Regions from separate parts of the Mus musculus genome. Here all the other regions are linked to region 1. Evidence: chromatin contacts called from public HiChIP or PLAC-seq, Micro-C and promoter capture Hi-C data. All regions are on one chromosome and are shown on one strand. Each heading gives the region's core, a stretch centred on a gene start, on an enhancer-like site or on the middle of the called end of the contact. The rest is flanking DNA. Distances are from core to core; before and after follow the strand shown.

Region 1 (2,729 bases), core at 24-2,523:
GGCAGATTATACCACCAAGTTCCTTTCTGAGTGCTCTTTTCGTGAATCTTTTGGTAAATTTGCACAATGGGTCAGTCTTCTCCTATGTTCCTTCTTTGCACTGGGGCCTGGCAGCCCGAGGGGAAAAATAGTCTTTCACACAGGGAACTGGCATACGTTTAAATCAAGCAAGCCTAGTGGGATGGTAATGACATTCCCACCATCTGAGTTTCTGCCTTCAGGATATGTGAAGCTAGAAAACAATGTCATTCATTCAACATTTATAGAGAACACACAGTGTACAGGGGCGCTGTGCAAGTCTTGGAGGGCAGGCAAAAGTGCAAACCCTAACCCGCTCTTGAGGATTCCTGCCAAGAAGAGCATGACAACTGCAACACGGACCTTACACTCCTGGAAGGAATTCTTGGGTGAATAAAGTCTGCTTATTTAAAGTAAGCATGGAAAACTATACCAACAGCTCGATGTACCTTTCAGGAATAGGACAGATAAGTGGGATTTAGTCATAATCTCTAAGGTGTTAGAGCGCTCGGTGATGAAGGTGTTCTCAGCTTGCTTTGAGTTACTTGTGTATCGGGACAGTTGGCAGAATCCTAACAAAGAGAGGGCCAATACTTCTATATGGAGGTGGCTAACTTTGAGGGAAAGTGGCTTCCAAGGAGAACAAAAAGGTAACATTTTCATCTGGAGCGATCCCAACCACCACTGAGGCATCCTAATACCCTGGGTAAAACCTCTGTGCCCAGGCTCAACCTTAGACAGCGCCGGGTTGAGCAGTGCATCTCAGCATCCTGGAGTCCACTGCACGCACCGAGTTCCCCCCCGCACCCCGGTCGCCTGCCTGGCGCCTTCAAGGTCGCCATGGCAACCATGGGGTACCAAGACCAGTCCCTGAACGTCCAGCCTAGAAATTCAAACTGGCAGCAGTGGCACGAGCGAGTCGCCTCAGCTCCTCCCCCGAGGGAATAGCGCGATCCTCGGCCGTGGGCACCACTTGTGCAGCATCAGTGGCAGAGCGCTCCTCCGGCTCCAGATCGGCCGGGATCCGGAGCTCGAGCGCGCCACGCCGCCTCTCATCTGGTTTCTCCGCCGGGCCAGTCGCTTCTTCGGGCCAGACAGGCCGCCCATCCTTTCACCGCTTTACGGATTTCCGGGGGCGACGAATTTTGCCTCGGTCCCTACGAGCATCTCTCCGCTTCGCTCCCCCGCCCCTCGCGACTCCCCCCACTCCTGGGCGCGCGCGCGCACACTCACTCACACTCTCAGGCGCGCGTGCGCACGCCCGCGCGCCCCGAGCCGCGGAGTCTCCAGCGCCCCTGAGCAGATCCCACTCTCCCGGGCGCTGCTACTCACACAGGCTTCCAGCCGCCACGGGGCGTCCTCTGTCTGCGGCAGCAGCGGCGGCGCGAGCGGAGGCTGCAGTCTAGCCGGGTCTGGCTGCTCGGCGCCCTGGACAGAGTCCGGCAGAAGCGCGATCGGGAGGAGACGCCGAGGCAAGGAGGAGCCGCGCCGCGCCCGGCGCTCGCTTGCCTCGAATCCCCGCACCGCGGCCCCAGGTAAGCGGCTCCGCGGCCCGCAGCATCCCCGGGGCGTAGGGACTCGCCGCCCATGGGGGGTTCCCGGTCCCGCCCCCGTCGTGGCCGGGGAACAAGGCACCGAGGGGAGTGGGCGAGGGGGGAGGGGAGCGGAGCTGGAGGTGAGGCTGGAAGGCAGCGGTGTGGGGGAGCCCCCTGCGCCCTTCCCCGACGCTCCTCGGGCTCCCGCACTTTTATGAGCCGGGGGTGCTCAGCGCCCCACACAGATGTACTCCGCTCTTTTTTATCGCTGGCCGGCTAGAGTCCGCTCGGGCTCCGCGCCTACCACGCACCAACCGCCTCCCCTGCACCTTGGACAGCGCACCCCGCCGCTCGCCTCCCGGGGACCGCACCCGGGACCCTGTCCTGCCCGCGCAGCCCTCCGGTTGTTCCGTTCTTCCCATAGTGTCCTCCTCCTGTCTTGCATAGCATCTCCCTGCCTTGGCGTTCTCTACTCTGGCGCGGGCCAGAAACTTTCCTCTCTGCCCGATCTGCGCGAGGTACTATTGTTGTTATTTGTGTCTTTCCTTCTCGCTGGGAACTGGACACAAGGACAGGTCTTCCTCTGCGGGCGATCGCCTGCCTTTCCCAGTCCAAGACCGCACTGGGCAGCCGGACTTGGACACCCGGCCGGCGCCTCGGCAGCTGGACGCCCGCGGGTTCCCCGCCTCTCTGGACACGTGCACTCCTCCCACGGACGCGGCCCCTCCCGGACCACCCTATGTCCTACCCCTGCATGGCCACGGCCACCCCATAGGTTGGACACCCGGGATCGCGGGCTCTGATTGGTTGATCTCATAACCCCGCCTCCTTGGAGGGGGTGGTTCTGGAGTGTTGTGGTTGTCATCCCGCAGCGAGCACATGGGGGAAGTGGGGTCGACAGGTGGGGAAACCCAGCTCTATGGCATACACATCCCAGTGTATGTAATCCGGCTAGTATCATTCCTTCAAATTGCACATTGTGCTTTACTCCCCCTTCCGCAGTCTTCCACTGTTATAACATTTTAAAAAATTTAAATTTTGTTGAGATTATGTTTGTTCAGTGGTAGTGGTTTTTAAAAGTAGCTTTAGGAGAATGCAGGAAACGAATGCACGAGAGGAGATTCATGGCAAACTGGGCTGCATGTTTGAGTTTGGTCCTTTGGAGGAAGTAGTGAA
Region 2 (3,134 bases), core at 252-2,751, 960 kb after region 1:
GAGACCAGTGGCTAAGCTCTAGTTATCTATCTCAGCTATCAAATCCTCAGGGGAAAAAAAATCTCAATCCACCGAATCCACAGCTACCAAATTCTGGCAAGCGTAAGCATGAATTGATACATGGCCAAAACAAAGAACCAGTTCCTCTGTCTGAGACAGACTGAGGTGTTTAAAAGTTGAGTCGTGAGTTTGAAGGAAATTTGCCTTTTGTCAATAGAGTATCAGTCAACAAAGCGGGCCCTTCCCATAATGCTCCTGGATCTGCAACTTCCCTCTGGCTTTGACCTTCTTCAGGAGTCCATTCTCCTCAGAACCCCCTCCCCCGAACATTTCCCTTTCTATTTAATGGCCACCCCAACCCAGGTCCTGTTTCTCTTGGTCCTGGTTCTCCTTGTGGGGACCCTGGCCTGAGGTCACCAGCATCACTTGGAAATTCGTTAGAAAGGGAAATTTCAGATGCTTTTTCAGAGCAGCTGATGTTGCTGCTGAGGATGGAGCCGTGATCCTGTTTCACAGTCCCTGCAGGTGTTTTTGGAATGCGCAGAAGTTTGGGAATCACTGAGCTGGAACAAGGGTCACCCACGCTCTTCTCTGAAGAAACACAGAGATTCTGCAGCGACTCTCCAACTCTGGTGGTGACATGAGATCAGCTACAGAGCACACATCAACATTAATATTTGAGTTGCATATAATTTTTACACTAGCAAAAATAATGTTCTCTTGGTTTTGTACTCATAATCAGTAAAAAAAAAAAAAAGAAAGAAAGAAAAAGAAACCTATTCCTGGCTTGCAAGATGCAGGGAAGCAGACAGTGGGCTGGTCTTGGTCACAGGCTTAATAGACCAACTCCACCCCAAACATCTATGATTTGTCCTCCTTGGGGACACAGCGTACAGGTGAACTAACCTTCAATTCAGCAGTCTTTCCTTTCTGAGCCCTCTCCTGGCACAGATAATCTCCTGGCCTCCTCAGTCCACTGAGTCTCCTTGAAGAAATATTGCATACGTGAGATCTATGTAAGACTTTTAGCCAGGACCACCTTCTTCAGGAAGACAGCACTAACTCATTTTCAGGCCAGGCTTGTGGCATGGGTACAGACCACGGCACACCCAGAACTGTTCATCTGACCAACGCTGAGTTAGGCTCCTTGCACGGACCCAATAAACCTAGTGTGAGCTGGGTAACCCTTCCAGAATCATCCCAGGCGTCTTGGACCAGATCACATCCCCAAAGCTCTACCATCAGCGGCCAGAGCTGGACAAGGTGCCATTCCAAGTTACACCTTCTGGGTGGTCCAGGGAACAACAAATATGTATCTTGGCACCGCCGGTCCGTGAGAACACAGGGAGCAGCGCGGAAGAGGGGGCACTAGAGGCTTCTGATTTGAAAGGCAAAATTTCTCCAGTCAGGCTTGATCGCCTTCTTTCCCAGTGTTCTCTCCCAGGAAACACGCAGACACCTTAATGGCTAAAGCAGTTTCTTTTCCCAGGCTGTGAAGCCACAAACCCTTGCAGTCACAGCTGCACTGTGAATTACAGCCATTCCAGGCTCCCGAGGTAAATGGCAGACAGTTGGATGTTGTTGTTAGAGGGTTTTTTTTTTTTTTTAATACTATTAAAAGAAACAAACATTTGGGAGCTCTTGTACTGGCAGGGCTACAGAATCTGCTGTTGTAAGGACAGGAAAAAGGTGTTAAACTCAAGAGCTGCTTCTCCCACACTAGAATCCCAACAGACACCTCTCGCCCCCAAGTCCTTTGAAGACCACGAAAAGAGGTCATGTGTCCCCCCTGAAGCTGGCTCTCCACAAGGGCCCTTTTGCTGATGCAGCCCCAAGGACACACAGTTCCTCCTGAGCATAAGGCCCCTTCCTAACCAACAACTGAGTCATACTGTGGGGGGGATGGGGAGGGCAGACTACTGATAAGAGAGATTAGAGCAATTGTCATCTGGAAAATTACTGTGCAGTGCACACTTGACACAAAAGATAAGGACGCGGGTTCAGGGACTTGCTCAAGGTCATTCAGTTAAGTGGCCAAAGCAAGCTGACTACAGATCTGGGTGGATTCGGCTCCCTTCTACCTCCTGGCATCAACCAGGACAGCCTTTTTTTTTTGTTTTTTTTTTTTTTGTTTTTTTTTTTTGACACTGGCCCTTTGAATGCAGCATGCCTCCTCCCGCTGTTCAAGCACCTTACATAATTACTTCATTTAATCCTCATCATTACGCGGCTGACACTGCTATTATCCAAATTTACATAAGAGGCAATTGAACTACTAAAAGGAAGAAGTACTCACATGGCTAGCCAGTACCTCAGCGGCTGGCTTTGAAGTCCTAGCTCTCAACCACTGAACCTCAGGCTGTAAAATCAGTTGGAGAGGTTAGGAGCCCTGGGGTATCCACTACTTATTAGCTGCAGCATCTGTGACAAGCCCTGTAGAACCTTAGTTTTCTACACAGGTTGGCCTCACAGAGCCTGTGAGTGGCCCTCTAACTACTAACTAGTGAGCAGAAGGCAGGGGCTTAAAAAATGAAGCTCTAATGGAGTTTTCCTTGACTTTCAAATCATTCCCCAAACTATAAACAATACAGATTCACTACAGAAAATGAGAAAGTGCAGGTGAGGACCCATTGGGTTACAGTCTTCTGTGCATATGTGCACGATTCACAATGCTGAGATTACATTGCATGTTCTGTGGCATGAGCTCATTTTTGCAAACAGAAATGAACCCTGCATCACTAAACATCCCTCTACAATGGCCGTGTGTGTTCACACTAGTGTGCAGGGGTGTGCTTGCACATGTGTGTGGGGGTCAGAGGTCAACTTTAGGTGTCTTTATTGCTCTTCGGTTTATTTTTTTGTTGCTGTTGTTTGTTTCTTTCTTTGTTTTTGCCATTTACTTATTTATTCATTCACTTTACATCACAATAGCAGCCCCCCTCCCATCAGTACTCCCTGCACATTGCCCCTATCCATGACCCCTCCCCCCTGCCCCCCCTCACCATTCAGCTCTGAGGAAGGCGAGGTCCCCCCTGGGTACTAAACCACCCTGGCCCCTTGAGTCACTGCAGCTCACTCTAGTTTGTGATTCAGGATTCCTCACTGAAGTTAGAGATTACCCGTTAAGCTAAACT
Region 3 (2,721 bases), core at 37-2,536, 820 kb after region 1:
AGGGATGGACATCAGAAGGTATTCATGAGGCCTTCCTCGTTATGGCAGGTCACTTCCAGTGCCATGTGCTTTTGAAGAAATGTTTGGATTCTTTAAGATAAAAATTGGGGAAAAAAAAACAAAAAACAAAACTGACAGCACTTTACAAACAAAGGATGAATTCTGGGTTTGCTCTGTGGAGATGGCGCCTTCCAGCCACAGCGTTTATGTATGTAGTCCAACAGTGGCTCACAGTTGGTGATGGCAGTTCACAAAGAAGACGATTAACACACACAGGAACACAAAACACAACCAACCCCACTAGTGACCAAGGATCTATGACGTTACAGACGGCATCCAGGGAAGATTCCAATGCTTTGAATGAAGCAGGAGTTATGAAACTAGTCTGAAAGTCTATACATACACATGAAGCATTCCGTACACTTTGAGCAACTGAAACCAGTGGGGTGCGTGCACGTGTGTGTGTGTGTGTGTGTGTGTGTGTGTGTGTGTGTGTGTGTGTGGAACCTCCTGACTTCCTAATGGTGGAATTTCACAATTTAAAATTTGTAGTCTGGCAACTAAAACCATTCGAGGTTGTGATCTGATGGTCAAACCTGCTTTTGATAAGCAGGCACAGACAGTGGAGCACAGAGGCAGTTAAAAGGAGACAGCGAAGCAAAGTGGTGTGCTTTCAGTTGTATAGACATTGAGGACAGTGTAGCACTCAGGGCTGTAGGGAACCAGGTGCATAGCTGTGAGACCTGTGGTATGGTCCCTCTCTATGTGCTGGCTACCTACTCTTCTTCTACCTCCTCAGCTCGTCTCCAGGATTTCAGTGCATTTTACAGAGGCCACGTGCCAGGAAACGGACAGACCATGCCAGGCCAAGGGTTTAATCCTAACTCCTCACAGTATGCTGGTGATTCCCACTTCCCCTTGACTGTGACTGATGTTCGCCATGAACAACAGGCCGTAGATTTGCTCAGGGATGCTAAGGCAGAGTTTGTCGCTCAGTGCAAATTGTTTATTGCTTTGAAAGAGTCTGTTCTTCTCATTAGTTATCTTTCAGGTAAATTTCCTTTTTCTCTTTCTGCATTTTATCTAATACTTCCCACATCCCATTGTTCTTGGTGTTTGTGTGGCACTTCCTCTGTCTGTTGACTGGGTTTTTAACCACTCTGTGTCGCTGATTTAAAATATATCTGTAGTGATAAAAGTGGCCGGCTTTCCTCTTACCCTGTTCCATGGTCTCTTTTCATTTGTGGATTGGTACGTTCTCATTTCCTGTGGTTGGCAGTTCATTTGCACATATTTGTACTCTCACCACGTAACTGACATTCCATTCACAGTATTCTCTTTATTTTTATGATCTCTGGCTGCATTTCCTCTGTTGTGGTTATTAATCATTTCCTTCCCCTCCCCTCCTGAATTATGAGAAGATTTACGGCGCTTCTATTTCTGTTTTTAATCTTCTGTGCCGCCTTTGCTTGTCTCTTCAGATATGAGGATGCATGCATCTCTCTGACTTTCTATCCGAGTTTATCCCCCTGTTCCATCGAGATTCACCATTCCCGGGACATCTATCAAACAGATTCCAGATGCGCAGGGTCATGTCTCCATACATCTTCATTGTTTCCTTTGCATCCTCCCTTTGCATCTCGTTCTGAAGAAGGTCCTTGATCGTCCCGCCGACTACATTCCCTCAGCACTATCCACTGTGCTTATCCGACTCATGGATTGAATCCATTCGCTAACCAAAACTGCCCATTTGCCTTATCTGAGCAACGGTTTGCTTTCTGGGTCTAACATTCTCGTCTCTGTAATGATGGTGGTTACACAGTTATTAATGATTTCTATTTATCATACCAACTCCATTTCCCCTGATCTGATCTCCAATGCATTTGCTTCTTAATATGGTGATTCTTGCTTATGTTTGTCCGGACATGCCGACACCCAAGATAAGCAGCCACTGTCATTATGTGGGGTGGGTGTCTTGTTCCGTGGTCACAGGCACAGGCATGCTGTCCTGTTTTCTCTGAGCTCATTTTCTCCTCTGTTCAGTGCTGTTGCCTGAGGAAAGATCCTGCACTACAATGCTCTGGCTCTTGTCTTCCAGCTGATGCCCTCAGCGGAGACTGCGGTATCCTGGTATCCCCGTATGAAGCTCCCTCTGAGGCGTGGTTAACCCAGCTCTAAGCGAATCCTGCTCATTGGGACCCCCATGTAACAGACACCATTCTCTTCACCTTTTTGGCCTTTCCTAAAGTCCCTCATAGGTTGATTGTACTTCCTGAGTTTTCCATGGGTTATTAGTTTAGTTTAAAAAGTGGAAAGGTAACAAAGAAACCCAGAAAACATTTAAACAGTTAGGAGACAAAATGGTTTATGGAGGCCATTTAAAAAAATAGTACTGCACTGGCATCTTATGGGAAATGCATGCAGAGCTGTGCACAGAGAAAGGAAATTATAACTTTTAAATCCATTTAATACGAAAGAAAAAAAAATACATGAATTCTGTACCAAGGAATTTACAGCAGCAACAATGAGTGAAACTAAAGGAAGTAATTAAGATAAAAACAGAAATTAATAACTTAATAATTAGAAAGTTTGCGAAGCTGCTGTTCTGATACTTCAGTCGCATATTCTGAGATAAAGTCAAGGGATGAAGGAATCTGCAGTAAGCCGGATCCTGGATCAGGGAGATTAAACACACCAATAAAAACAGACAACATTAGAACT
Region 4 (2,734 bases), core at 26-2,525, 720 kb after region 1:
AGGAATAAAAAACCATCCCTAACTCTCCAAGTGTTACAAGATGCCAGTGACATTAAATGGTGAATAACCAGTTTCTGGCCATCTTTGTTTTGTTAAGAACTTTCAACCATTTATACTTCTACTCTGTTTTAGTACAGGCTTAATTTTCCATAAGTGAACTTACCCTACAAAGTGAGGAGACATTTCTAACAATTTACCTCAGAGTGTTTGCTTTTTTGGGAAAAAAAAAATTTTTTTAAATAACAACAGGATGCCAATATCTGATAGGCCAGGAAGTAAGAAGGCTGAAGCAGGAGAATCGTAAGCTCCAGGCCAGCGTAGGAAATACAGTGAGTCCTTTTAAAAAATAAAATCCTGCCGGCTTGGCATTTGTAGCTGTCCCATGTACAACTGCTGCAATGCGAGGGCAATATGATCACTTCATTGCAGCCTGTAATATAATAAATAACGTGAAGGCATTTACAAATTCAAACAGCTACTTATTACTAAGAAGATATTTACTTCACCGTTACGTTTCAATTTGACTATTATATTGATTTTTAGAAACTTTAATTTCATGTCAGGATATCACAAGAAAGTTGGTTTTTTTTTTTGTTTTGTTTTGTTTTTGTTTTTGTTTCTGTTATAGAAAGGACAGTGGCGTGAACTGGTGAAGACTCCCACAATTTAGCATTCCTGAGGCTGGCTGTTAAAGAGACCTCCTAAGTTATGTCCTGAATTCTAGACTCTCCTACAGATGTGAACGAGCGGGGTGACTCGGTCAGTGGAGGTGATGGCTGACTTGAGTTCGATCTTCAGGAACCACAAGGTGGAAGGAAAGAAGCCGCCTCAATAAATCGCAAGCATTTTCTGCCCGGATCTAGGCTGAGTTGCTCCAGACTTGGGGGTGCTAGAGGTCCCAACTGTTCTCACGCAGCTTCGCGCCCTGGTTCTTAACTACTTTTCCCCAAGGGAGGCTCCTGGCTCCACCGGGCCCCCTCTGCCCAGGGGGAACCCATGGGTCTCTTCACTGGATAACCGTGGGCCTGTTCTGTGGTCCGTGACACTTTGAGGAGACAGCCAGGTACCACGCCGGGCACAGGCAGCCGGGCAAGGGGGTGGGAGTGGGAGGTCTTGGGGTTTAGGGGTGCAGGTCAGTGGCGGCCGGCAGACTCACCGCTGTGTGGTCGATGTCGGCGTCCGACCTTTGGGCAGAAGGAGGCAGGTATTCGGCGTAGCGCAGCCCCTCTCTGGAGGTCACGCCGCCACCGGTAGCCATGGCACTGCAGGACTCCGAGGACGCACTGAGTTGTCTACGGGGCGTCCGCGGGGACAAATTAGTGCGGACCGGTTAAGTTCGCGCTCTGAGTAGGTGTTCAGTTTTATTAGTGGAGACCTGGCTGCAGAGAATCTGGTTCTCATTCCATCTCCGATAAACTGACCCTGTCAAAGCCCGGGGTCAGACCCTTACAGAGCCTTGTTTGTTTGTTTGTGCCACCCTCCACTATAACAACCAAGCCTGAAGAGGCGGGGCCTTCTTAGGTCTACCTTGAGTTTCCTCTAAAACCAGGCAGGGAGAGATTCCAAAGTACCGCGATGGTGCCTGGGAATAGAAACAAGGCCAGGGAGGGCTTCCTTGCTTGACCTTCCCAACTAGAAATGAATGTGATTTCACATGTTAGTGAAATCACTGGGAAGATACTGATGATCCACTAACTTGCGCTCACAGCAAATGATTTTGACTAATTTGAATACATAAAGACTTAACTTCATTATTAATGTTTAGGTCAAGCTTTCTCGAACAGATATTAGGCAATAACTGAAGCTAATACGCTTTCTAACCCCTGTACCAAGTTGGCTGCTGTTTTACCCTTTATACACTTTGCAATCCAGCCTACAAGAAGGTTTTTTTTTGTTTTGGGGTTTGGTTTTTTTGTTTTGTTTTGTTTTTTTACATTAAAAGTTGTAAGAACCTAGCTGGGCGTGATGGCGCACGCCTTTAATCCCAGCACCCAGGAGGCAGAGGCAGGCAGATTTCTGAGTTCGAGGCCAGCCTGGTCTACAAAGTGAGTTCCAGGACAGCCAGAGCTATACAGAGAAACCCTATCTTGAAAAACAAAACAAAACAAACCATACAAACAAACAAACAAAAAACCAGTTGTAAGAACCTATTAATTTATCCATATATTATTATTCTCATGCTTAGGGCCTGAAGGAATTTAGAATCAGGAAGGAAAGATTACATTAAACACCATGCTAGTACCATATACTAAAAGCACGAGCAAGCATGCTAGATTAGCTACAAATGAAAGCAAAATCAGTGTCAGAGTTCACAGAGAGAAACGAGAACAGCCACAAAGGCTTCCTTGGAGGCTCAGCCACTGATGTGGTCAGTAGGGAGCATGGGGTTTGTTTTAGTTAGAAGAAGAAAGGGGTCACAAATTCCACATGGAAATAAACACCAAGAATTGAGCCGGTGATATGTAATAATGTGTTAAAAATACTTCAGAACTCTTCAGAAACACGGCTTTATTACATAAATTACTTTATTAAGCCAATCCACAATTATTCGTGATCAAACCAAATGAATTGGATTGAAGCCTACATATCATGCATTCATCATCCATGTGTTCAGTGTATTCAATTTATTGAGCATATGTCAGGTCTTGGGTACAGTGCTGGGGGACTGTGCCTTTAGCATCAAGTAAACAAATAAGGTCTCCGAGTCCTTGGAGTTACAGTCTAAGGGAGGCTA
Region 5 (2,792 bases), core at 272-2,771, 660 kb before region 1:
TTGCTGCGGATTTTCATGCTGCTGCTTCATTTGCCATGGCTTTGTCATGGGCTCCCTGAGTGTCTGAGGTGTCCGTCCTTAGCTCTTCTGTGTGAAAGCTCTTCTGTGGTGGACTCACTCCATTCCAGGACCGCCCCAAACTCGCTTCTCAAGGAGTTCTTTCCTGAAGATTAACTCCATATTAACTCTGACCTCACTCCTCGGCTCCAGGCTTTGTCCCCTCCGTGCTTACACTGTGTGTGTCTCTCTCTCATGCACACGCACACACACCCATACACATACACCCATACACACCTATACACACACACACACATATATATACATACATATATATATATACACACACATGCACGCACACACATACACACACATATGCACATACACAGACACGCATGCACACATGTACACACATGCACACACATATATATGTACACACACACTTGTATCAGGCTTACTTTTCAGTGTGAGGCCTGTCAGCACAGGATCCTGCCTGTTTTGTTCCTATTGAGTTGTGAGGAGTCTCGCCCCTCTTCCCCACAGAGGAGAACCATCAGGAGCCTGGACCCCGAGCTGGGCTTGACTCTAGTGCTTCCTTGTCTTCTCAGCAGGTTGTGCCAGCTAGCCCTCAGGAGGCGAGAACAGAGGCCAGAGGCTCACTGTGCTCTCTGTAGCCACTGGTTGTGACAGTGTGTGTCTGACCAGGCTGACCGGCTACTCTTTAGTGGGCTCGCACAGGACACATTTGGTGGCTTCCTGAGGAACATTTGGGCCACTTGGCATTGTTATTTGAGTTGTCCCTTTCTTCCTTGTCGTCCTCTGTGAGGTCATCTCTGTCACTTTGGTCATTCAAGAGACTACTGTTGTATGCTAGGATCTAGAAAACATAGCTTACACCACGCCACCTTCTGTTGTGTCCACCAGACCCATAGAAAGCTCACGTCTCTGCCTAATGGCCGCCCTTGATGACCTGTGCCCCCGCTCCACTTCTCTTTCCCATGCACAGCCCTGAGGTGGTTACAGCCAGTCCTATGGATAGTTTTGCCATCTCTCAACTATAAACATTTCTCTTAGGCCCACTCTCTCCTGAGTTCCAGACCATATTTCCCCCTGGCTGCTGGGTCCAACCAGTCACCATCCTTTTTCCCCAAACCAACTATCTCTCTCACCAGCCAGCCGTAGAATCTGATTGGTTAATGACCGTCACCTTCCGCACATTCCTACCTGGAAAGCTGAGAATCACCTACCTGCTGAACTTGCCTCTGGTCATCACCTCTCTCTCCCTCCCGCGTGGTCTCCCTCTGCCATTCCTACAGGAATCTTGTACATTGGCAGTGACCTTCCTAAATAAAACACACACCCCATTTGACCCCCAGCTACCAGGAATCCCAGTCTCCCTGGAGCCTGCCCGGCCCCAGCCTGTTTTAACCTGTTCCCCATTGCTACTTCTCTGCAACCCCTCCACAAGCTCCACCTCCGACTGCCGCCAGTCAGTTCCAGATTGACATCAAGCCCTGGTGTAGCTGCCTCGTGACCCAGGCATTTGTCTGGTCATTTCCTTCTCTCAGGTGTTCCCCACCCCCATCCCCCCTTGTACCATGTAAATGCCTTGTTTTTCAAGGCCCAGAGGGCATCTTGAGCTCTCAGACCCACCCCCTCCACTTCTTTCTCTGAACGTCATCCTGTGTGTGTATATCCTGTTACATCAGATAGCATACCCTCCTCCTCTGTCTTCCCCTTCACCTGTCCCCAGTCCCTCTGACTCATTTGTCTTTGTAACTTTAGTTCCTGGCCTTTCACAGTTTTTGTTGAATAAGGATGGATAAATGAATGGGAGAGGAGTGCCCAAAGAGAATTTCGAAAATTTTAGCTTGTATCCTTCTGGCCAAAATGTATTATATTAGTCCTTTAAAAAATGTTATCAGTTTTTATTTTTAAAATGTGTGTGTGTGTGTAAGAGAGAGAGAGAGAGAGAGAGAGAGGGAGAGAGAGAGAGAGAGAGACAGAGACAGAGAGAGGAAAGGTACATGTGTGAAAGTCAGAAAGAGACCCACATCTCCCTCTTCATTGGCCTGGGCCCACTCCATTGTTACTTCTCTTTGCCCTCTTGCCCCCTTTCCCTTACTGAGTTGTAACTAGTGAGAATATAACAAGGTTAGCATCACACATAGACGTTGTGTGAGGAGATTAGAGATTAGAGGGTACTGCCTGCTGTGAGCCAGGATCCACAGGAGTACTTGGGTACCACTTGCCACCAGACACACTGCTAATGCCACACAGCCTGCCTTATTTACAAAGTATCGTTCCCTTCCCGCCTCTTGAACTCCCCTGGCCTTTCTCACAGCTCCTGGGGGCTCTCGGAAGGAGGCCCAGGAGGTCACCATTGAACACCTTTCACGGCCATCTCTGCACTGTAATGTGCCAGCCTGGAGCTGCAGTGAGCCTGACTGAGGAGCTAGCTGCCTCGGACATCCCTGGTCAGTCTGCTCTGCATCCTAGCAGAGGGCTGGGAGGGTTGGTCTCCACTGCAGACCAGACCTACACACCCTGCTGCACCAGACTGTAGGCTCTGTGCCACTTTTGGGCAATATACTGATAAGCTGTTTCTGTGCCCATCCTCCAGTTGTGTAGGTAAATTCCGGACACGTATCTTAAGGCGTATCAAAACAAAATTGTCCACAAAGCTTGTTTCCTCTTTAAAATTCTGACTAATTCGTAGTGAAGAGGAAGCCCCCCCACCCCCCCGGGCAGAGCTCCACCACCAGTGTCCAGAGAGGCCATCATAGGGAGTGAGT
Region 6 (3,038 bases), core at 392-2,891, 900 kb after region 1:
CTTACTTAGCTGGCTCTGCACTTTCCAGGCTTGGAGATGGAAGCAAGAAAAATAAATAAGAAAGAGAAAGTTCTTCCTTCATAGACAAAGGTGCAGAGCAGAAAGTGAATGGACCTGGATGTTATAAGTGGTTTTGGTGGCATAAGGCAGGTCCTTGTCCCCTACTTTTGAGTTGATCGCCTTAGATGAAGAAAGGTGAACTTACAGGCTCAAAGTTTCAAGGAAGCTTACTCAGAATTGGCCTTGACATCAGACCAGTCTGGACAAAGAAGGAAGGAAACATTTTAGGGAGAGGGAGGGGGAGACGGAGGAGGGGGAGAGGAGAGGGAGGGGGAGAGGGAGGAGGAGGGGGAGGGGAGGGAAGGGAAGGGGGAGGGGAGAGAGGGAGGGGAGAGAGGGAAGGAGAGGGAGGGGAGAGGGAGAGGGAGAGGGAGAGGGAGAGGGAGAGGGAGAGGGAGAAGGAGAGGGAGAGGGAGAGGGAGAGGGAGAGGGAGAGGGAGAGGGAGAGGGAGAGGGAGAGAGGTTGGTGTTTTGAAATCAGGATCCCCCCCCCAAGTTCACAAATACTGGCAATTGCCAGCACACATGACCTCCCCCCCACCCGCCCCCATAGCTCGCTCTTCATAAGCCCAATGAAGCTCAATGAAGAAAAACTGTGGCTTTTTAAAAAGAAAGTAAACTACCTTAAGCACCTTTTGTCTTACTTCTCTCATATTAAATTGAGGGTTGTCATTTCTGCTATGACTTTGCATCTACCATTTGCCTCGTCAAGATTCGGTAACAAAAGAAAAGAGATATTAACTAGGGGAAAAAATTGAAATCGTTAGGGGAAAATGTGATATTATAACAAGAAAATTGTAACAATAGCACACAGCATAGCTGGCAAATGAATTTTAACTTTGAGATCCCTAGATGCTCTTTAGTGAAATATATTTCAATCTAAAAAGAAATAGGGGCCCTGCCAACCATTATTAATGCTTACTTGCCTTTTAATTGATGCACACTCTTGGAAAATGCCATGTGCATCTGGGGAAATATAGTGCACACAGCATAACCATAAATCTTTTTTTGAGATCCTGAGTATTTTACTCTTTCAGTCACCCCACCATCTTTCTGGTTTACTGGCTCCCTTTTCTTTGCTAAACATTGATGGTAATGCACACATTTTCTTTTTCCAGTAAATCACCCTTTTATAATTTGGCTTCCTCTCCATCTCGGATTCCCATCAGAACGGCTTCACCTCAGGCATATTGCAACCAATTTCCCCGTAATTAATGCCATATCTGCCTCCGAGTCCATTTCAACTCCCAAATGAAAATTGATGAGGCAGCCAACCACAGATGAGGCTCACATATCACGGATGAAAGTATCAGGCTGGGTTCCGGGCTTTGACGTTGCAGGGCTGGATCATAACAGGGGGAGGGGGTGAGTTTGCTGGTCTTTTCGGTGCACATTGCTCAGAGTAAGTGTCTGTAAATTGCCATTAGCAGATGAAGAAAAAGATTTTATATGACCCCTATCAAATTCTGCCAGAAAGACTAATGTTTAAAGGGGGCTGTGTTACAGGAACTGAGACTCCACAGCACATGAAATAATGTGTCTAGACTTGATCAAATGAGCCACACAGTGCAACAAAAGTCACCGGCAAAGAGTAACTGCCCACTTAGGTCATTTCTCCCTACCCAGGCGGGATGCAAATGGTTCAGCCTTAAAGTTGCATGCTGCTTAGGGAACAAGGGAATCAAACCCTCCACCCACAAGCCTCAACCTCAGACTTCAGAGTGGGGGTTACCGGGAAGATGAACGTATAGGGTGACCATGTACCTAAGGGCAAGAGCAAGAACAGGCTCGTTCCGTTTGTTCACTCACTGGGTTTTATTTACCTGTTTTCTAGGCTCTATTTGGTGAATGAGAACAAACTGAAAAAAAAGGAAGAAAGAAAAGGAAGGAAGAAACCATTTTTTTTCCTAGTTAGGGTGATGCTCTCAGGGCAGAGTAGGAGGGGACAGATAAGTAGATGATCATTGAATAGAAGGCACTGAATGCTGTCACCAAAGAGTAAGGGTGATGTACAGTCAAGCATGCAAGCAGGTGTTTATGCATGAAGCGTTTGGCAAGTATTCAGTGTGTGTGTGTGTGTGTGTGTGTGTGTGTGTGTCTGTCTGTCTGTCTGTCTGTCTGTCTGTCTGTATCCAAGTATACATGCATCCATGTATGTATGTATGTATGTATGTATGTATGTATGTATGTATGTGCATGAAAGAGACCATGTAAAGAGCACTGAAGCTTTTAGATGGAGCTAGTGAGCCATGTTCAGAATGAGGGACTGAAGGCAGGGTGGAGCATTTCAGGCATGCAATAGCACCTTGTTTACTGTCTTCAGAAAGTTAACCATTGCTTTAACAAAGGTGTGAGGGGAGTGAACACAAAGGCTAGAGGAAAGCTTCCAGATGCAAATCCCCCAAATATTTGGCCATCAGTGTGAATAAGGCAGATGTGAACCTGACTGTGAAAAGGTGCATGCATGTGCATATATGTATGAATCCATGTATATGTATGTACATTTGTGGGTATTTCATCAGCAGTGTGTGCCTTTTGTTTGGGCATTCCTTTGCCACATTTCTTAACACATCTCAAAAAATGAAATGTAGACATAAGGCCTTTCCTGCTCCTAAGACACCACCTTTGGGTCTCTCCAGGAAAAGACTTAATATCCTAGTTGGAATTCCCTGGTTTTAGCTTCTTCCACTAATACCGGAAGCTACCCTCCAAGAAGTGTCAGGGTGTTGAGACATGGAATTCCAGAGCACGTGTCTGTTTTAGAACAGTGTGCCCTCAGTGGGAACATAAATCACACTGACTTACTGAATTCACAAAGTCAGCCTCACTAAGCCTTTGGCACCCTGTAGCATTTCCAGGCTGCCTGTGAGCCGTGAGTAGCATGGTGTCAGGAGTGTGATAAGAGGGGTACAGGAGAAGCCTCACGTGACCTCTCGTCAAGAACACACCACAGAACTAATGCATATCCAAAAGTAGAA
Region 7 (2,707 bases), core at 180-2,679, 880 kb after region 1:
TGCACTGGCAGAAAGCAAAGGCAAGAGGAATGTCACTTAAGAGTAACCTTGATGAACCAGCACAGCGGTTAATGTGACTAAATGTAGCCGCTTGAACATGCACCTTTTAAAATATTCTGTGGGATGGTGCTGGACATACAAACAAAACATTTTTCATTGCATATGAAAGTGCAAAAATGATAGTTCTGTGATTCCTACAAATAGTTACGCTGGATAGACAAACCCTAGATGTGAATACGACTAAGAAATAGGGACTTTGGAAATTATGTGTTCAGAAGCTTAGAAGCATCCATCCCTGAGATTCTCTCCCCTTTCTCCCTCTCTCCCCCTCCCTCCCTCCTTCCCTCCTACCCTGCCCTCTGCTGTGTGTGTGTGTGTGTGTGTGTGTGTGTGCGCGCGCGCGCGCACGCGCGCGCGCTAATGTAGAGGCAAGAGGACGACTTCAAGTGTCCTTCCCCAGGAACCACCCACCTTGCTTGTTGAGATGGAGTCTCTCCCACTGGCCAGTGAACACAGGGGATCTACCTAACGCTGCCTCCCCAGGCCTAGGATTCCAAGGACCAGCTGCTACGCGCAGTTTTTCACACGGGTTGTGGGAGATCCAACCGAGATCCTCACGCTTGCGCAGCGAGTGGACTACCAACCGGGCTGTTGCCTGACTCGAAGACTTTGTTTTTCCTACTGAGAACTGTGCTCCCTGTAAAATCTTACACACAACACAATCAAGGTCCAGGGAACCATGAGGCTTTGCTGAAGGAAGCAGGGTGAGCATGAAGAACGACAATCGCGTTTGGAAACCTGGGTCCTTCTGATTTCCTGTCCACTACCCTTCCCAGTCACTGCACCGGACAGGTGGCTTGCCGCGGTTCACACGGCTCCTCCTCGAGAGTGAGTAACTCCGCAAGAGAGAAATGCCAGGTGGAAAAATTGACAAGTCAGACATTACACAGCCAGTTAATTTTTATCTTGTAATTTTCACAATCTGAGCAACCAAGTAGAAACCATAAAGAAGCCACTAAAATGTGGCCTAATAAAATTCATCTGACCGGGGATACAGGTGCCCATGTTTTGGTTTTTGGCTTCCGTTTTGCTTCCTGTTAATGTCAGCTATTTTTCTGGGCCCAGTGCTCACTTTGACAAAAGCTGTCCTGTGTTGCCAATTGAGCTACGCAGCAGCGCAAAGCTTCTACGATTAAGGAATTCAGAATCTATCCGACAGAAAGCCTTGAGGGCAGAAGGAAACACTGAGGGAGAAACATCTCAACATCGCGTATAGACGAATGCCCGAAATAAATATTAACTGTTATTTCTGCAAATGGTCCCACTGTTTTATAGACTTCATTTCCCCCTCCGTGAGTCGGCAATGTATTCATGATGCATTCTGGGCTTCTGCTCGTGATGATCCTCTCAGCGTGGGCTGGGTCAGTGTTTGTAGCTCAGCTGGCTGGTGCCAGAGGGAAGAGCGCCTCTGATTTGATTCCACCCCAGGCACTGAAGGATTTTCAAGATTTTTCCTCTTAATATTTGGCTTTGCTTGATAATCCTAGAGCATGCTGGGAAATCTCAGCAAGAGAAAAAATTTAGTAACCACAGGGAAGCCTACTCGGAGGGGCTGTGGCTAAGTATGAAAGCTCAGAAGTGTGACTGCTAATGACTCTCGAATGTTCCGTTTCTCCCAAGGTTTCCCTTCAACAGAAAGTGTGTAGGCTTGGGAGGGCAGTGGGCTCTTAGAAAACTCAGCCATCCCCAGAAACACAAATAAATGCCTGATTGAGCCATTTCCCATGAGAAAAGCCATTAGTCAAAAAGGTGCATGGAACCATATGGCTCAGCTCACAATTCTGAATTTCAAAAAGCAGGAGTTGGCAAAGGGCTCCATGCAATTTTTACCTCGTGATTTTTTTTCTCTTTTCTTTCTTTGTTGTTGAAGACTGACCTTGCCTTAACATATGCAGGATTGAAGACTTTTTTATTTTATTTATTTATTTTTTGCTTCTCGGTGTTGGAGAAAGCGCCCAATCCAGAAACAGACTTTACAGTCAAGGAGGTGACTAAATCCCAAAGGCTGGAAGGTTTGCTTTCTACAAACCAGCTCCGATGCTTTTTTAAAAATATTTTTTCTTTTGTTATTGTTTGTGTACGTGGGCTTTTATGCTTTGAGATGTTTAGGCTGATTCTCATTCTGTCTTGGTGAGCTGGCCCTGAGAGTGGCAGATAAGGGATTCAGGCTCTGTTTGCAGGGTGTGGCAGGGGAAGGAAGGGCTCATTTTGCTGGTTGGATCAGGATTCCAAGTGGCTTTGCTACCAGGCAGTTTTGTGGGACAGTGGCTGAGCGTGATTTGGAAGGGATCCATCCAGAGGTGCTGTGTGTGCAGCACACACTTCTATAAGCCCAAGAAGCCTTCCCTGATGACTGCACTTACAGAGCCTCTTACACGACCGTTAGGATGAGTACGCAGTCCCCTGTATACAGGAAATAACCACTGGCTAATTGAATTGAATCCAATTCGCTTCCTACTGAGGAAAATGCAAGAAGCTCCAGCGTAATTCACTCATGTGATTTAGGTTATCTTCATTATAAGTAAGAAGAAAAAGCATCAGAAAGGGTAAATATTTTGTCTAAGTCCATACAATTCTCCTTAGTATATGCCTTCCATTAATTTGTAATAAGTATATTAAAATAGTCCATAGACTTTTCTTACATTCA

What was found. Promoter capture Hi-C pulls out the DNA fragments that hold promoters and counts their contacts. A called contact is a pair of places that touch in the nucleus more often than the background predicts. HiChIP or PLAC-seq counts read pairs in DNA pulled down with a chosen protein or histone mark.
Region 2: a contact with region 1 is called in a promoter capture Hi-C map of hippocampal neurons, with 4 times the contacts expected there. The contact joins the enhancer-like site here to the promoter of Enox1 in region 1. A contact is called at or near these places in 8 of 39 promoter capture datasets (the 3T3-L1 cell line, the C10 cell line, cranial neural crest and 4 more), 2 of 484 Hi-C or Micro-C datasets (the N1E-115 cell line and bone marrow-derived macrophages), 11 of 115 datasets of contacts at active chromatin or transcription factors (astrocytes, bone marrow-derived macrophages, craniofacial prominence and 8 more) and 2 of 9 other capture datasets (embryonic stem cells and liver).
Region 3: a contact with region 1 is called in an H3K4me3 HiChIP or PLAC-seq map of bone marrow-derived macrophages, with 8 times the contacts expected there. The contact joins the enhancer-like site here to the promoter of Enox1 in region 1. A contact is called at or near these places in 7 of 39 promoter capture datasets (the 3T3-L1 cell line, the C10 cell line, cranial neural crest and 4 more), 1 of 484 Hi-C or Micro-C datasets (bone marrow-derived macrophages), 8 of 115 datasets of contacts at active chromatin or transcription factors (astrocytes, bone marrow-derived macrophages, embryonic forebrain and 4 more) and 1 of 9 other capture datasets (embryonic stem cells).
Region 4: a contact with region 1 is called in an H3K4me3 HiChIP or PLAC-seq map of embryonic stem cells, with 13 read pairs. The contact joins the promoter of Dnajc15 here to the promoter of Enox1 in region 1. A contact is called at or near these places in 12 of 39 promoter capture datasets (3T3-L1-derived adipocytes, the C10 cell line, the HPC-7 cell line and 6 more), 16 of 115 datasets of contacts at active chromatin or transcription factors (SST interneurons, astrocytes, a beta-TC-6 cell line and 12 more) and 3 of 9 other capture datasets (embryonic stem cells, macrophages and pancreatic islet).
Region 5: a contact with region 1 is called in a Micro-C map of embryonic stem cells, with 5 times the contacts expected there. The contact joins the enhancer-like site here to the promoter of Enox1 in region 1. A contact is called at or near these places in 3 of 39 promoter capture datasets (the 3T3-L1 cell line, hippocampal neurons and stem cell-derived epiblast-like cells), 7 of 484 Hi-C or Micro-C datasets (the Ba/F3 cell line, the C2C12 cell line, cortical neurons and 3 more), 3 of 115 datasets of contacts at active chromatin or transcription factors (the SCID.adh cell line, astrocytes and stem cell-derived neural progenitor cells) and 1 of 9 other capture datasets (macrophages).
Region 6: a contact with region 1 is called in a promoter capture Hi-C map of liver, with 6 times the contacts expected there. The contact joins the enhancer-like site here to the promoter of Enox1 in region 1. A contact is called at or near these places in 11 of 39 promoter capture datasets (the 3T3-L1 cell line, the C10 cell line, the HPC-7 cell line and 8 more), 3 of 15 datasets of contacts at CTCF or cohesin (large pre-B cells, pro-B cells and stem cell-derived epiblast-like cells), 16 of 484 Hi-C or Micro-C datasets (the HL-1 cell line, Sertoli cells, adipose-derived mesenchymal stem cells and 6 more) and 10 of 115 datasets of contacts at active chromatin or transcription factors (differentiating embryonic stem cells, embryonic basal ganglia, embryonic forebrain and 6 more).
Region 7: a promoter capture Hi-C map of hippocampal neurons shows a contact between it and region 1, with 5 times the contacts expected there. The contact joins the enhancer-like site here to the promoter of Enox1 in region 1. A contact is called at or near these places in 12 of 39 promoter capture datasets (the 3T3-L1 cell line, 3T3-L1-derived adipocytes, the C10 cell line and 9 more), 3 of 15 datasets of contacts at CTCF or cohesin (large pre-B cells, pro-B cells and stem cell-derived epiblast-like cells), 19 of 484 Hi-C or Micro-C datasets (the HL-1 cell line, Sertoli cells, adipose-derived mesenchymal stem cells and 7 more), 10 of 115 datasets of contacts at active chromatin or transcription factors (embryonic basal ganglia, embryonic forebrain, embryonic hindbrain and 6 more) and 1 of 9 other capture datasets (embryonic stem cells).

The regions. Positions count from the first base shown.
Region 1 is chr14:77,155,490-77,158,218 of GRCm38.p6, forward strand. It overlaps Enox1 (ecto-NOX disulfide-thiol exchanger 1), which reads left to right and starts at 1,274. Exons shown (of 19, transcript NM_172813.3): 1 at 1,274-1,553.
Region 2 is chr14:78,118,105-78,121,238 of GRCm38.p6, forward strand. No RefSeq gene overlaps it. Among named protein-coding and RNA genes, the nearest start is that of Gm30608, 25 kb to the right of the region's middle. Within about 2 kb of position 1,502, at least 13 of the 459 cell types and tissues checked have an H3K27ac peak or open chromatin away from gene starts, as enhancers often do. A contact at or near this core is called in embryonic limb bud and hippocampal neurons, where this site is marked.
Region 3 is chr14:77,974,580-77,977,300 of GRCm38.p6, forward strand. Epsti1 (epithelial stromal interaction 1 (breast)) reads left to right here. Exons shown (of 12, transcript NM_029495.2): 9 at 1-18. Among named protein-coding and RNA genes, the nearest start is that of Epsti1, 72 kb to the left of the region's middle. Within about 2 kb of position 1,287, at least 17 of the 459 cell types and tissues checked have an H3K27ac peak or open chromatin away from gene starts, as enhancers often do. A contact at or near this core is called in bone marrow-derived macrophages, where this site is marked.
Region 4 is chr14:77,873,642-77,876,375 of GRCm38.p6, forward strand. It overlaps Dnajc15 (DnaJ heat shock protein family (Hsp40) member C15), which reads right to left and starts at 1,276. Exons shown (of 6, transcript NM_025384.3): 1 at 1,157-1,276. The coding sequence starts at 1,258.
Region 5 is chr14:76,493,715-76,496,506 of GRCm38.p6, forward strand. The region is part of intron 1 of Tsc22d1 (TSC22 domain family, member 1); the gene reads left to right. Among named protein-coding and RNA genes, the nearest start is that of 4930444M15Rik, 26 kb to the right of the region's middle. Within about 2 kb of position 1,522, at least 25 of the 459 cell types and tissues checked have an H3K27ac peak or open chromatin away from gene starts, as enhancers often do. A contact at or near this core is called in embryonic stem cells and stem cell-derived epiblast-like cells, where this site is marked.
Region 6 is chr14:78,059,065-78,062,102 of GRCm38.p6, forward strand. No RefSeq gene overlaps it. Among named protein-coding and RNA genes, the nearest start is that of Fam216b, 28 kb to the right of the region's middle. Within about 2 kb of position 1,642, at least 16 of the 459 cell types and tissues checked have an H3K27ac peak or open chromatin away from gene starts, as enhancers often do.
Region 7 is chr14:78,037,557-78,040,263 of GRCm38.p6, forward strand. No RefSeq gene overlaps it. Among named protein-coding and RNA genes, the nearest start is that of Fam216b, 50 kb to the right of the region's middle. Within about 2 kb of position 1,430, at least 6 of the 459 cell types and tissues checked have an H3K27ac peak or open chromatin away from gene starts, as enhancers often do. A contact at or near this core is called in cerebellum and hippocampal neurons, where this site is marked.